Linked DNA regions of Nomascus leucogenys: region 2 is linked to region 1. A link is a contact called in public Hi-C data. All regions are on one chromosome and are shown on one strand. Each heading gives the region's core, a stretch centred on a gene start, on an enhancer-like site or on the middle of the called end of the contact. The rest is flanking DNA. Distances are from core to core; before and after follow the strand shown. Region 1 holds the start of NPL (N-acetylneuraminate lyase). Region 2 holds the start of RGS16 (regulator of G-protein signaling 16).

Region 1 (5,149 bases), core at 125-2,624:
TATCCTGATACCCCAGCCGAAAATAATTTCTTAAACCTCAGAATTCCGCCAAACACTGGCTTTTCATCAAAAACCTTACATCAGAGTTATTAAGCAGGGTGGTTTTGGCTCCTCTCCTAGACTGTCTGCCATCTGGGGGCAATGGCAGCTTGGAAAATTTCTTTGCACAGATAAATACACTAAATAAAAGTTTGCTGCCTTTTCAAACTGTGAAACGCCTACAGGAAGAAATGGGATAAAAACGACTTTAGCCGGGCGCAGTGGCTCAAGCCTGTAATCCCAGCACTTTGGGAGGCCGAGGCGGGCGGATCACCTGAGGTCAGGAGTTCGAGACCAGCCTGGCCAACAGGGCCAAACCCCGTCTCTACTAAAAATACAAAATTAGCCGGGAGTGGTGGTGCGCGCCTGTAGTCCCGGCTACTCGGGAGGCTGAGGCAGGAGAATGGCGTGAACCCGGGAGGCGGAGCTTGCAGCGAGCCGAGATAGCGCCACTGCAGTCCGGCCTGGGCGACAAGAGCGAGACACCGTCTCAAAAAACAAAACAAAACAAAAAAACGACAAAAAAAGACTTTAACAGAGAATGATCAGTATTTTTAAGATTCAAGTTTTTAATAAACTTGGGAATGTTATGCTTTGAAGCATAACAGAGAATTATCAATATTTTTAAGATTCAAGTTTTAGATAAACTTGGGAATGTTATGCTTTGAAGTTTTCAGAGCTAGTAGCTAAAGCGAATGGCTCAAATGTTCTCCAGCCTAAGGCTTAATGTGAATTTAGATTATTACTGAAACATTGGGAGGGGCTATTACTCTTGAAATCTTATACCTCCATCCACAGATAAGAACACTTAGTGCAAAGAATTAAAGCTGCCCAAGTCAAATTCTTTTTTAAATGGCAAAGTTGTTTTTTTAAGAGACAGAAAGTGGGGGCAGAATGTACCTCTGGGCAGAGAATATCTTGAGGGACAGGTACTCGGAGAAGAGGGATTTTTAAAAAAGCAAAAAACCACCAATTTCTCCTAAAGTGAAGGGGGATGTATCAGATTTAACTTTAAGCTCTCTTCTGCTCAATTGCTAACTCTATTTTGAGGAAAGGACCTGGCAGATATGCTGTCTGCAAACAATCCGGGGGAGTAAGTCCTTCTGCCCCCGTCTGTCCCTAAACTTTTCGCATTCACACCTTCCCCAAATCCGTTTCCCAGCGTATCTGCCCTTCCCCTTTCCTCCGGGTCCGTCACCGTCTCACCCACCCGCGAGTCAGGCCCCAGCGACCCTCCGCCCGAACGTCCAGGTCGTCAGGCGGTCTGCGTCCGTCGGTCCTCGCCCGCGGGCCGCGCTCACCCAGGCCTCCGCTCTGTCCGTGCCGCCGCTCCGCCCGGCAGCCGCCGCCGCGCTTTATATCCGCGGCCGCCCGGCTCGGGGCCCAAGTGCCGCCACGCCGGGGAGCCTGGGGGTTGTAGTTCTGCGCCGCCGCCCGCGAGGCGCGCCCGGAACTGCTGGCCCGGAAACCCCGAAACGTTTTGCACACTGAAGTCTGCTCTTCCCCGGGTGTCACCTGAACAACGTGGGCTGAAGTGACTCTGGCGCAGCGACCCGGCTCCCCGAGGATCGGGAGCATCCGAACTGGCGGCCGGGTGCCCGAGAGCACGCCGCTCGCCCGCGCCACGCCGACTGCAAACCTCCCCCTGCCTCGTCTGCACGCCAGTTCTTCCCGCGTCCGGGCACCTCCTGGGCTCCGCTGCGTCTTAATTTTCCTTCTCTTGCGCAGGGCTCTGCAATTCCCGCTATCTCGTGGTTCTGCGTTGTGAGATTTGGGCTGCTGTTTCCGAGGCGTACGGAGAACCCCAACTGCCCATCGGCATTCAGCTCTCCGGGTTGACGCCGCTGCACCAGCCTTGCAGACTCTCGTGTTAAAGAGAGATGAGCGAATTTTAAAGTGATTATCTACTCATACAGGAGCTTTCCTGGCTTCTTTTGGAGAACATTTGAAAGAGTTTTGAAAGGGAGAATTATTTTTAACCCAACCGCCTCTACTCTCAGGAGTATCAGGAGTCTTATTCTAGGATCATGTACTGGGTGAATAAATCAGGAACAGAGCCAGAGACAAGTCCTCAGTCTTCTCTTGCTGATGTGATTCCACCTCAATTTTCCATAAAAGGCGATGGCTGATGCTTATTATTACATTTAGAGGAACTAAATTGTTCAAAGGGCTTTCCAGTTTGCAAAGTGCTTTTAAATGTATTCTAATAGTTCTTTCATTGCACACAGCACCAGAGATAATAGCTAATAAGTACTGTGTTCAGTGCTTACTCAGCCTGCACCATTCTAGCCGTTTTAACATTTAATTCATAAAATAACCCCATTGGTGGGTCCTGTTTTATAAATTTATATATTACAGATGAGCAAGGATCATTCCATTTTACAGATCAGAAACAGGTTTAAAGAGTTGAAGTAATTTGCCAAAAGCCATAGAGCTGGTTAAGCTGTGGTTTGATTTCAAGTAGTCCAGAAGCTTGTGCTTTTAACACTATGTTATCCTACAGGAAAAAATAAATAAATAAATACAAAAAGAAAAACCCTTAGTTACATGAAGCAAGTTCTCCTAAGGCTACAGCATGGTTTTTTGTTTTGGTTTGGTTTTTGTAGTATTAACAAGAATCTTATATCCTAACGGTACAATGAAAGTTTCTTTTTTTCTGGAAAGTCACAGTTTAATAAGTATAAAATTAAGTATGTCGATATCCAAAAGGTGTAGGTCATTAGGCTTAACATTGTCAACCAACAAACCAATATTCTAAATGCATGAACTAACTACTTTTTGTATAAATATGGTAGTGCGAAGTAATTCCTTAAAATAATTTGTTAGTGTTTACCAAAAAGAAGATGCTAAGATGGGATTAGATGTGCAAGAGACTTATTGGGGGAGGGAGTTGGAGCAGACAGGAGCAGCCTGCAGACTGATGTAGGGCTGACATCTGTGGAACAAAAGACAGAAGAAAGGAGCATGGAGTAGGGAGAATCTCACTGCATTCTTACAGTATCCACTCTGTGCCCTTATGATACTCAGAGCCTATACTGTGAAGTGTTGGGGAGACATTGTTCTTTTAAAATAAGGTAAATGCAGTGATAGACCTGTACAGAGATATTACAGGAACACTGAGCTCTAATCTGGGCTGAAGGGGGTGGTGTGTGTGTGTGTGTGTGTGTGTGTGTGTGTGTGTGTGTGTGTGATAAGGCAGGAGGGTGTTCCAGAAACGTCTTACTGGGGAAGGTCACAGCCAAGCTAAATATCAGACAATGAGTAGGGCTTAGAAGAAGAGAGGCAGCAAAAGGCTCAGTGCTGAACTGCAGGCCTCTAACCCTCTTCTGATAAGCAGCAGCCTCTGTGAGATTTCTTCTATTATTATGTAGTATTATTTAATCATCATTACTTTTCTTGCTTTTATTTCTTGCCCCCAACTCCACTGCAAGGTGTTCAAGGCAGGCACCATGTCCTATTCCTTTGTTTTTCCCACAATGCAGGACATAGTGTCTATCCAAGTGCAGGCCAAGAGGGTGAGATTTGGAAATATTACTACCATCAACTCTCCTTTGTTTAAAACAAATGTATGCCAGGGTTTCGTATCAGATTTTGTTTGCTACAATTCAAATTTGAAACCCACTGGTGTAGGGGAAAGAGCTTGGGAGATATGGTGCAATGAACTTGGTCAGAACAGTCATATGTTCTATCCTTGGAGCTGGAGGTGATGCCCCCATCACAGGCTCCTGAACTGACTGTGGGTGAGGGGTGGTCCCCCAGAAAGTTTCCCCTTATCTTCTGGTAAGGCTATACTTACCAGAAAAGAGAAAACGGATTTTCAACAACTGAAACACTGCTAAATTGCGGAACACTTATGAAGGAAGGAGACCTAAGTTGGATCTTGAAGTGTTGTTACCCATTGTGGTCCAGTAAAAGGTCTGTCCACAGGTGAACAAAAGTCTGTTCCATTCACTATGAAGAACGCGTACCCGGGTACAAGAGTCACTTCTGGAAATTCTGGCTTGTATTAGTGTGTCAATGGGGCTGATGGAAAAGGTAGGGTTTATTTTTTCATCAGAGTCCAGAGGTCTTCAGAGAAGGGAACAGGCCACGAATAGAAGTTGAACTGATTGCTGGCCCTGAGACAAAAACCCTTGTCCTTTAGGGTTCATCTTCTGAGTGTGAGTGCTAACTAGGAGAGGGAGATCTCTTGAGAAGGGAAGAGTCCTGTGCATAAGCTTGGTTTTAGAAGACCCTTTGGAATCCCCGGAGGGGGCAGCATAGTGCGGCCATGCTCAGCTGTCTTTTGGCTTAGCCCTTTAGTGAATGCCTATTGGGTTCTTAAGCAGAAAGAGCTAGAAGGAAAAAAATGAGTTGAACACAAGAGATATACTTCCATATTTGGCGTTCTTAACCTAAGATCTGTGACTCCAGATTTTTAAGTAACAACTTTATTGAGATATAATTCACTATGATACAATTCATTTATTTTAAGAGTATAATAGTTCAGTAGTTTTTAGTATATGCACAGAATTGTGCAACTTGTGTCACAATTTTAGGACATTTTCATCACTCCCTCCAAGAAAACCCTAGCCATTAGTAGTCACTCATTTTTCTATTTTCCCCTCCCCCCACCAGCCGTAAGCAGCCACTAATCTATTTCTTTCTTTCTTTTTACTTTTTTTTTTTTTTGGTTGCCCAGGCTGGAGTGCAATGGTGCAATCTTGGCTCACCGCAACCTCTGGCTCCCAGGTTCAAGCGATTCTCTTGTCTCAGCCTCTGGAGTAGCTGGGATTACAGGCATGCGCCAGCATGCCCACCTAATTTTGTATTTTTAGTAGAGGTGGGGTTTCTCCATGTTGGTCAGGCTGGTCTCAAACTCCCAACCTCAGGTGATCCGCCCGCCTCAGCCTCCCAAAGTGTTAGGATTACAGGTGTGAGCCACTGTGCCTGGCCGCCACTAATCTATTTCTATAGATTTGCCCGTTCTGGACATTTCATATAAATGGAATTATATGGTGTGTGTGTGTGTGTGTGTGTGTGTGTGTGTGTGTGTGTGTGTGTTTTGAGAAAGGTTCTCGCTCTGTTATCTAGGCTAGAGTGCAGTGGCATGACCACAGCTCACTGTACC
Region 2 (4,951 bases), core at 1,640-4,139, 190 kb after region 1:
AGTTTCCTTTCACCTTCCCTGCTCCCCACCATGCAGTTCGATTTCCTTAGCTACATTATAAGGTCCTTGAATTCAGGGAAGAGCCTTAAAAGCTATTGTTTTCCCACCAACTTGGGAATATAGTAAATTCATAAGAAATATGTATTTGTAGATTGATGATTGAATTTGGAGGACCTAAACCACTGTGGGGATCATCTGAGCTGAATCAGAAAAATGGAGGAAGAGTTCTCATTTTCCCTTACCATTATCAGTAGACAAAGATCCCCACCTAGACTTCTGCCTCCATGGAAAGCGTAGTGCTGGGGGCTGGGAGCTGAAGGAGATGAAAGGCAATATGGCTGGGATGCTGTGGGACATTTAATCTTGACTACAGCTTTGCCCAGACCGCTGACCCCAGATGACCCAGGGTGCAGAGCCATGCCCCCATGCAGCCATCCATTAAAGAGATCACAGCTGCTCTGGGAGTGCTGGGCAAAAATGAGGTCAGGTTTTGTCCAAGCCAGTGCAATTCATAAGCGAGCTCAACTTGCTGGATTTACAGCAACTGTCGAGTCATCCTGCATTACTGAAACTGCGGATATGAACCGACCTGCTGGGAAGAGAATTTGGGATAAATTGTGAACTTCAAAAAGTTTCTGCCTAGAAACTGAAGAGGTAACCATGGCAACAAAGAGGCAGGTTGAACTCGGAGAGGGCCGTTCATCTAGAGTAGGGAGCTTTGTGCTGTCAGATTTGCTGGTCTGTGCACTGTGCATCAATTCCTTTGTTTCTTTTGCAATGGCGTGATCTCGGCTTACTGCAACCTCTACCTTCTGGGTTCAAGAGATTCTCCTGCCTCAGCTTCCCAAGTAGCTGGGATTACAGGCACCCACCACCACGCCTGGGTATGTTTTTGTATTTTTAGTAGCGACTGGGTTTCGCCATGTTGGCCAGGCTGGTCTCGAACTCCTGACCTCAGGTGATCTGCCCGCCTCAGCCTCCCAATGTTCTGGGATTACAGGTGTGAGCCACTGCTCCTGGCACCGTTTATTTTGCTTTCTTTATCAGAGCGGGAGAAAGTACTAGCTCAGGAATTGGGAGATGGTGTCCAATTTCCAGCTATTTCCAGTTCCAGTACACTTAATTAAGAGTGCCTCAGGTATACTTAACTAAGAGTGCCTCAGTATACACTGCCTATACTGTATTCCAAGAGGCACAAAAAACTCATTTTTTATTTTTCCTTATTGCTAGCAATCCCAGTATCCCTATTAAGTGAAACTGAAAGCTATTATAACATTTATTGAGTGCTGACTGCATGTTGAGCACTGTCATATAAGCATCTTATATGTTGTCACGGATGCTGTGCTGTGCCACCCAGATCCCGTCTTGGGGACTGTGATCGTCATTTCCCAGGGTGTTAGTCTCTCTCCAGGAATTGCTCTTGACAAAGGGCACTGCCTTAAGATTAGGCTGTCTTCTTGGGCAGCTGTATGCAATGAATGGTATTTATGGGTTTACCAGGGCCTTGTCCTCTTGCTTCAGTGGACAGTTCCAAAGGGCCAGCTGAGCTTCAGGGCATTCCCTGGAACCAGCTGGGGTCTCTGTTGAAATGGCATGTCCTTCAACTCCTTCCTCTGCCCAGACCTGCTTCCTTCACTCCCTCTGAATTCTGATAACTCTCCCCAGTAAAGCTCCTGCATGCAAGCGTCTACCCGAGTCTAGTTCCTAGGAACTCAAACTAAGAATTAATTTATTCAGTTCTCACAACCACCTTATGAAATAAGTTGTTCTCTTCGTAGAGACAAGGAAATGGAGGCACAGAAAGGTTAAGCAGTTTGCCTAGTCTCCCATCAGTAGCCAGTTAACAGTCAATGTGGCCTTCCTGCAGCTGGGTCTTCAGCAGGTCACCTGGCAGGGCCATGACTTGAAACCTGAAAATCTAACTCTAGACCCTGTACTCTTAACCTCACATACAGCCTCTTAATAGCAATCCCAATGCCTTTATGGGAAGGTGAGGCGAGAGGCAGGGCATTTATTACCTTTATCTCAGAGATGGAGACAATAAGGTAGCAACTGCTTAAACCCAGGATCGTCCACAGGTATAGCCATGACCGGATACTAACCTTTGCGCGCTTGTGTGTGTTTGTGGAGGGGGGTAGGGGTGTGTGTGTGTGTGTGTGTGCAATGGAAAAAGAATGGTAAATTCACATTTGAATTTTGGAGCCAACACCTACTAGCTGCACGTCTTTGAGCAAATTATTTAATATGAGTCTTAGTTATGTGCCTAGCACATAGTAGGTGTTCAATAAACTACTCATCCGTATCCTACTTGTCTGTCATCTCCAACTGTGCTCTTGGGCAAGTTTATTTAGCTTTCTGATTCTCGGTTTCTTCAACTATAAAATGGAGATGATGATGATGAAGAAGAGCTTACTTAGCCCCGTGTCCACAGGGTAAGAGCCTCGTAAAGGGTACTTATCAGTATAATCAGATGCTGTTTTGCCCAGGTTTGCACCCTGTGCGCCTGTCCTTCAGGACCCAGCAGGCTCAGACTTGCCTGCGATCAAAGAAAGCCCTGTGTGCCTCCCAGACCCACCGCCTCCGTGCAAACTCTCCCAACACGACACCGCTGCGTGAGTTTCTTGCTGTTACTAGAGGTCGGCAGGTATTTTTCCCTAGGAAACTGGGTGTGCACGTCTCATCCCCGTGCCAATTCTCTTGCCGCTTTTCCTTCCACACGCGGCGTCCTCCGGGCGGAGGGTGCAGCTCCGCGTGCTCCAGCTGCGGCGAAAGTTGCACCCGGCCCAGTCTGGCTGCGGGCCCCGCCTCCGCCTTCTCAGCGCCCAGCCCCGCCCTCCGATTGGTCAGCAGTGCCCAGCCCCGCCCCGCTCCTCCAAGGGGATTAAAGCAGCGGCCGCTCAGTCTGGGCGCTTGCAGGCTGCTAAACCCAACCCCGGTTGACTAGCACCTGCTACCGCGCCTTTGCTTCTTGGAGCTCGCAGAGCCTCCTGGAGCCTGCCACCATCCTGCCCACTACGTGCTGCCCTGCGCCCGCAGCCATGTGCCGCACCCTGGCCGCCTTCCCCACCACCTGCCTGGAGAGGTAAGGGAAGCTTGTCCAACTGCCTGGGGGAAGTCCCACCAACTCATAGGAAGTGGAGCGGCAGGCCTGGGGACCTGGGTGGGCGCGGGGATGGGGCGCTAGAGGCTTGAGTAGAGAGATAGAGGCGAACTTGATGCCACTTGCTCAGATTCCAGGAGCAGGGAGAAAGCAAGGGGAAGGGAAGCAAGGGCCGGCTGCTTGCAGCCATCCCCATCCTCTGACAAACTGCAGTCGTGCTCAGGTGACCTGCTGAAGACCCGGCTCAGGAAGGCCACGTTGACATTTCCAGGCAGAACTGAGCCTGCCCATTTCTTAAGCATTTGTTTTTCATTCCTCAGACCAGAGCTAGGGGCATTGCCTCCTCTGCCCCTGGAAGACAGGGAGATTTTTTTTGTGTATGTGGGGTGTGTGGGGTTGGGGGATCCCACTGTTGAGGGTGTGTCCATATTCCAGAGAGCTACTCAACAGCTTCCAATCGTTACTGGCTGGGAAGGAAAAAGTAAAGATGAAGGCAGGAATCAGTTTCCCACACAGTTCAGAAATACTCCTGAAAAGAATGCTGAGTTCTTTTTTGAATCAACAGGCACGAAGAGAGATCAGTGTAACTTTAGGGAAAAGCCCATATATGCAGTGTGTGTATTACCCAGAAAGTGTAAGACCTACCACGGCATAGCTCAAACATAGCTTTTGTTGCTTTGGGGTTGATGATGCTGATAAGAGAAGCACAATTTGGGCCTGGAGACAGCCAAGAGTTTCCAGGAACTCTTTTTTTTTTTTTTTTTTTTTTTGAGACAGAGTCTCGCTCTGTCGCCAAGGCTGGAGTGCAGTGGCGCGATCTCGGCTGACTGCAAGCTCCGCCTCCCGGGTTCACGCCATTCTCCTGCCTCAGCCTCTCCGAGTAGCTGGGACTACAGGCACCCGCCACCACGCCCGGCTAATTTTTTTTGTATTTTTAGTAGAGACGGGGTTTCACCGTGGTCTCGATCTCCTGACCTTGTGATCCGCCCGCCTCGGCCTCCCAAAGTGCTGGGATTACAAGCGTGAGCCACCGCGCCCGGCATCCTTGAGGCTAAAGTTTGGGTGGCGCCACCCAGAGCTCTTCTGGGACCCATAAACCTCTCCACACTGGCTGAGCAAATGGGAGAATGCTTTCATGTTCCTGATTTGTTTTTCAGAGCCAAAGAGTTCAAGACACGTCTGGGGATCTTTCTTCACAAATCAGAGCTAGGCTGCGATACCGGGAGTACTGGCAAGTTTGAGTGGGGCAGTAAACACAGCAAAGAGAAGTAAGTGTTGCTGAGCAGCTCAGGGCTCCGAGAAGGGAGGGAGCGGGAAGGGAGTCATGAGGAGGGAAATAGAAGGAGAAGCCAGGACACGCTAGGTGGACCTTGGCAACACCTCCCTAGAGATTTTAGTGGGACTTGTTGCTGGTCTGTTATGACTACTTGGCTCCTGCGTGAATGGGTAGGTGGCTCCAGGGCTCCAAGTCCATCCACAGATGAGGGCACACAGGGCATGAATGCCTAGTTACCAGACTCTCCCACCTGGGGATTCATTGCACATGCATCCAGGGCTAGGTCAGAATCCAAGACCACTTGAAGTTTTTATTAATGACTCTAGCATGCACCTTGCCTAGAAACTCTTTCATATTGGCTATCAACTGTACCAAACTCTGCAGTTACGTGTAGATGTAATCTCTATTTATGAGGCCTTTATTTCCTTGGGAAGATGTACAAAACAAATCTTTGAGAGTCAGGGGAATTGAAATAATTTTTGGACAGAGAAGAGACAGGCTTAGAGATACTGACTGAGGACTAAAGAGTCCCTGGCTTTGATTTCTGGTTGCTGAATTGTCCTCTAGAAAACACT

Evidence for each region. Hi-C and Micro-C count contacts between places; a contact is called where the count stands out from the background.
Region 2: a Hi-C map of a lymphoblastoid cell line shows a contact between it and region 1, with 4 times the contacts expected there. The contact joins the promoter of RGS16 here to the promoter of NPL in region 1. A contact is called at or near these places in 4 of 4 Hi-C or Micro-C datasets (a lymphoblastoid cell line and an unstated tissue).

Annotation. Positions count from the first base shown.
Region 1 is chr9:32,541,731-32,546,879 of Asia_NLE_v1, forward strand. It overlaps NPL (N-acetylneuraminate lyase), which reads right to left and starts at 1,375. Exons shown (of 13, transcript XM_030818779.1): 1 at 1,341-1,375.
Region 2 is chr9:32,728,252-32,733,202 of Asia_NLE_v1, forward strand. It overlaps RGS16 (regulator of G-protein signaling 16), which reads left to right and starts at 2,890. Exons shown (of 5, transcript XM_003264434.2): 1 at 2,890-3,082; 2 at 4,258-4,368. The coding sequence starts at 3,039.